Linked DNA regions of Anas platyrhynchos: region 1 is linked to region 2. A link is a contact called in public Hi-C data. All regions are on one chromosome and are shown on one strand. The core of a region is the stretch at or near the end of the contact, and the rest is flanking DNA. Distances in the headings are between cores, read along the strand shown.

What was found. Hi-C and Micro-C count contacts between places; a contact is called where the count stands out from the background.
Region 1: a Hi-C map of small yellow follicle shows a contact between it and region 2, with 3 times the contacts expected there. The contact joins the enhancer-like site here to the promoter of SUGT1 in region 2. A contact is called at or near these places in 2 of 8 Hi-C or Micro-C datasets (skeletal muscle and small yellow follicle).

What each region holds. Positions count from the first base shown.
Region 1 is chr1:175,269,431-175,272,274 of IASCAAS_PekinDuck_T2T, forward strand. The region is part of intron 1 of ELF1 (E74 like ETS transcription factor 1); the gene reads right to left. Among named protein-coding and RNA genes, the nearest start is that of WBP4, 15 kb to the right of the region's middle. Within about 2 kb of position 1,456, at least 4 of the 8 cell types and tissues checked have an H3K27ac peak or open chromatin away from gene starts, as enhancers often do. A contact at or near this core is called in small yellow follicle, where this site is marked.
Region 2 is chr1:175,208,926-175,211,625 of IASCAAS_PekinDuck_T2T, forward strand. SUGT1 (SGT1 homolog, MIS12 kinetochore complex assembly cochaperone) reads right to left here and starts at 1,421. Exons shown (of 13, transcript XM_027472473.3): 1 at 1,289-1,421; 2 at 1,145-1,190. The coding sequence starts at 1,335.

The DNA.
Region 1 (2,844 bases), core at 206-2,705, 61 kb after region 2:
TTACTTCAGGATGATACAAAGCTATACAATCCTGACTGCTAGATTCATGGCATTCAAAAGGAAACGATCACCTGTGTATACAGCCGGCTTGAAAGGCAAGTATTAGGTCACCTACCTATTTCTGTGGGTTTGCACTCACCTTGCTTTCAAGCAAATATGGGTTTCCTCCTATTGTGCAAGAAGGACAGAGAGGTGAAAGGATACTGAGCATGAAATGAGACTGGTAAAGTTCAAAACCGTACAAATGAAAGAAAAAGTTCAATTTTCCAAAAAATAAGAAGCAGTATTTCCTGAAAGACAATACTGATTCTTGAAATAAATCAGTAGATCATCCCACAAGTTGAGCTTCTGATCCCCTACTATTACACTCCTTCAGAGGTCTATTGCCTTAACAGGGTTGTTCTCTTTGCTCAGGAGTCCTTGCAAAGATAATTTATAAGAATACAAACCTCTTATCTACAACTACAAGATCCTGCAACTATTACAACTACAAGAGATGTTACTACGCCGATAACAGTAAACTTAGCTTTTGTTGTTGTTTTTTTTTTTTATCTTTTTTTTTCCCCTCCTTTCTTACACCAAAATAAATAGTAATACAAAAAATAAAACCAAATATTTGCAAACATATGGTTCTGGACTGGATGAGCAAGGACTGGATGAGTTTGATACAATCAAACTGCGGCCTCTTAACTGGGACAGTCTGCAGCCCACTAAGGAGTCCTCATTAAAAAGCTATATTTTTTCTGTTCTCGAACTGTGAGTCACTCGTTACATTTTTGGATGTTGCAACACATTCATGAATAATAAACACACATTAGGAAAAAAAAAAATCCGCCGTGAACACTGGATTTTTTTTTTCACATCTATATTTATCAGTAGAAAAATCAAAACAAGAATGAAGCTTCGAGCTGAAAAAAAAAGTTTCTATGCAAGGAATGTTGTTATTCACGGACAAAATATTCGGTGTAGCCTGAGACAGGCTCACAGATCGGCACAGAAGTTCGAGCAGGACGACGTTCGCATTACTATTATTGTTTGGCCTTTATACAGCCAGAGCGGCCAGGGGGAGGGATCGCCATGTTCCCCACCAAGCTCCCTCCTAAGGGAGAGCAGCCAGACACCGCCCTTTTGCTGGACAACTCTGGGCCCAATGCTGTGCTTTTGCAGCTGCCCTTATTTTATTTTTTTTCCCTCTTTTCTTTCTTTCTTTTTTTTTTTTTTTTTTTTTTTTAAAGGCTGGGGAGTTAGGCTGCGGAGACGGCACAGCCCCAGAAAGTCAGCCGCGCCACAGGAAATGGATGTTGATACCTCGAACCAGCACCACGGAACTATTTATGCACATTTGTGTTTCAGACAATAACAGACGGCATCCAACACATGCACACGTAGGGACAACATTTTCCACAGCTCCAGTCAGATGAAAAACTGTTGGCTTCCCGTCCGATTTTCGTTGTCCTTTCGGCCCCGCAGCCCCAGGCCGGCCATGCCGCCTACCTCACGCGCTTGGGCGGGCTCCCGGTACAGATGCAGGCCTCGTTTACAGAAAAAAAGGAAATCTTGATACACATCGATTTTTAGAAGCTCCATAAATATGCCCAGATGAGAGCACAAGAGAGTATTTTGGCACTGCTCAGGATACGAGCACAAAGGAAAGGAAAGTGTGTTTATTACCGCTCGTCCAGCTGCTCTAATTAGTGGGGAAAGATAAGAGGGCTAACTTGGAGAGGCAGGAGGAAAAAAAACAAAACTCCAACAACAGCATAAGCAAAAAAAAAATTAAGCTCGTTTAAATAAATACATTTTCCATTGCAGCTCATTCAGGTGGAGGGCTGGCTATTAAAGACCAGTTAGCCAGAAACATGAGCCGCTCACGTGCTCATTCAGGAAGCGATCGATACTTTTAGTGGCTGCCTTACCTGCCCAAATACATGGTCCATTAGTCAACTGATGCATACATGAATCATGGAGAAGAGACAAGGGGAAAAAAAAAAGGAGATTACAGGAAAGAAAAAGTGGGGGTATCAGGGAGCTTGGGCTACAGATAAGGGGGACTGACAGCTGGAAGGCCAACCCTGCGATCTCGCGGCTAAATTTCAAGCTGCTTGCACAAACAGAAGCTGTGTCTCCACGCTGATCTTTGTCCTGGTGAGCTGTTCTAAAAGAAATCACAGATTACAGTTCTGTGGATCGCTCTAAGACACCAAATCTTCACCTCTTTTGGTCCTTTGCCCATAAACATGAGGTGCGACAAGCAGATGTATCCTAGAAGACACTACTGCATGCTTACATAAAGGCCTAGCTTCAAAGAAAATTGCTGCTCCCATTAAGCGTTTTCTAAAAGCTTCACAGGAATCATCTGTCTTTACCCTGTAGTTCAGGGGGCCACGAAAACAACATCAGGCACCAGAGGCTAAGAGAACGAGAGGATATTAGAGCAGGCATGATTTCATACATGGCATTTTTCTCCTGCTTTCCACTAACCGAGGTCATTTACTTAATGGAGGGAGCTCAGCAGTCTCCTTGAGCAGTCTGTCATTTCCCCAAGACTTAAAAAACACTTAGTATCCTCAATGCTCCATCCAAAGCACTATACAATCACTATGTATACATTAGTGATTATTATTTTAGTCCGATACTGGAAATTCAGCATCTCTGTGTTCATGTTTCACCTTAGAACCCATTTTGTCCTTCACTTACAGAGGGCTCCCCAGCTTTGAGGAAAAAAAAACTGGAGCTAGCCAGACTGGAAAGATTTTAACTCCCTCTCCCATCAAGGGACAGGTGAGACCTACATCAGACAGCAGAACACTCAGATCCTAGGCTGGTAGCCTAAATGCAAAGTTT
Region 2 (2,700 bases), core at 171-2,670:
AAAGGAACCCAAAGTCCTGAGGACACCGCAGAAATGCCACTCTAAGTCCTGTCAAGTGTGGAGAGAGACTCCACAAGGCCTTGTATACAGCGCGTCACGTCCCAGGTTGTTAATATTAATTACGTGAGCCAAAAGGCCACACCTAGGACCATGCAGGCACGGTGCACCACGTGTAGCACCATGGGACTCACCAGCTCAGAGGTCACTAAGCACAGCCTGCCTCTCGAACCAGCGCTTTTAGGTACGCCCTTTACTGCAACATGCACTAAATAACAACTCTAGAACATTAAATGGTATTTTGAAGCTGACAAAAAAGTCTCCAAGGCACTGAGCACACAAAGAACTGAAAAATTAACTAGACAAGACTAACACAGAGAAAAATGGACAGATTCTGATGGTACTCTTTAATACTTCCAAAGACCTTATGGTGGTTTTAGGTCTTAAATTAATTTTTACTAAACCAGATATATTTGTGTATTCCAAATCCCTTTTTAGATGCCATTTATCTCCTGAAAAACTTTTGCAAGCAACAGAGGAAACTCCAGAGAAGGGCAGGATTCAGCTGGCCTTTTCTTTAGGGAAAGGTAATCCCCTATTACCTTATCCTATACCACCTACTGCGCTCGAGCAGAGCTGTGCATTTACATCCTCCTCCCTTCCAGGTACGTAAAGAGCTACAGATCTGCCAGTTCTGTCTTCTCTTTACCGCTGTTTTTTTTTCAAGAAAAATAACCTCTGAGAACACATCAGCAGGAGTTAATGGGTAAAACACGGGGAGGGGGGGGGAGGAACAAGACAGGAAGACAAAAGCTAATAAAGACTGAAGACATTTCTTCAGTAAGCTTATTTTTCTTCTACTGGTAGCAGCGGACATAGAAATTCGAATTATGGTCTATTTATATGGCACAGAAAGGGTTGGTTTGGTGTTTTTTTTTTCATGCATCCTCAGGCAGCACCAGGGCGCTCCTCGGGGGGGGGGACACCTGAGGGGAAGGAGCCCTGCGGATCCCCAGCTCGTCGGAAGGAGAAGGGAAAGGAGAAGGGAAAGCTGAGGGAAAAGAGAAGGGAAAGCTGAGGGGAAGCCGGGGGAAAGCCTGAGGAGAGCCACCTCACGCCCCCTTCCCCTCCTCTCCCCGCCTCTCACCCGCGCCGCTGCCGCCGGGTCGCGGTCGATGTCGCCGTCCGAGAACCTGCCGAGGAAACACAACGGCGTGAGAGGGCGAGGCGAGGCGGAGGGAAGGAGGGAGGGCGGCGGGGGGTGGAGGGGGGGAACCTGGCGGGCGCTCACCGCGGCGCCACAGGGGGCTGAGGCGCGGGAGGAGGCGCCGCCGCCATCTTGCCCCCAGGAAACTTCTCGAGAGGCCGCGGCCGCCGCGCCCCGGGGCCGCCCCGCGCGCGAGGCCTGACGGGGAGCGCCCCCCCCGCACCGCCAGGCTCCGCCCGCCCCGCCTGGCGCCCGGCAAGATGGCGGCCGCCTGGCGCCCGTTGCCTCCTCTTTCTTCATCCTCCTCCTCCTGTCACGCAGCCCCCCTGGTGTTTGCTCTCCCGCAGCCTCTGGTTTTTAATTTCTGAGCCGGTTTTGAGGCTGTATGTGTAGCCTGGCCGCTGCTGCAGCGCGGAGGAAGGCGGCTGCGGGAGGGGAGCTGCTCCAGCCCCCATTTTGTGGTCGGCTCCCGCTTCCTCCCGTGGAGGGCTGGGGCACTGAGGAGAGAGCCTAGTGTGGATACACCAGGGTCACACACTGCAGCCTAAAGGATACAAACCTTCATTTACACATTAGACTGCTAATAATAAACTCCTGTTGTCCATAAGAGGTCTCCTCTACTTCTCTATCTGACATACACTAAGCTGCCCAAATCACTTTCCTTCATGATAGTCACATCTATGGCAAGAGATACACACAAAGCTGTAACTTTGTGGTGTAGTTTTTCATTTATCTAGTAAACAGGTCAGCAAAACAACCCCCACACTCCGTTAAAAACACTATGATGTCAGTTACCCCCTCAGGTTTCCTAGTATTAAAAAATACCCGTCCTACAGGAAACAGTCTTTATTCTGTAGTCTGATTAAAAGAGTAGCCTGCCTCTTCCAGAGCTTTTGTCAGTGGGAAACAGAAAGCCATGGTCCTAGTAATGCTGCCAGCAGAAGCCCTGCCAGATACACCACGGCCACTTCGCTGGCGTCACTTGCTTTGGTCCGGCCAGGCTTACTGAAAATGGGATCAGGGTGTGGGTTTGTGGGTCAAACCCTAACTGCATGGGAGCCACATGATGGGAGAAGAGAGCCACATGTTCAAGTGCAGAGGCAGTTTCAGCTGCCAAAGACCAGGGTAGCTGTGGCAGAGTGCTGCTCGCTAGATAGTTTTATTATTCTGATCAACTAGAGCAAGAGATCCCTGTCAGTGTTCTTTCACCTTTAGTTTTTCTACTACTTGCATGTTTAAAATTAACCTTATGAATCAATAAATCTATATAAACTTACAGAAAGACGTATTTCCTCGATTTTTTACATTCTACTCGTCTCACTAGGCATCATACTGATTTTTAATCCACCTCCTGTTGAAGCATCGCAATCGGCTAGGTTGAGCCAACAGCCAGCAAGTACACAGGCCACAAGGCCCTCTGTGATGGATGGATGGCACCCCAAAATTACATGGAAAGTTTGGGGCTGTTTAGGAGATATTGGGAAGCAACAGAAAAG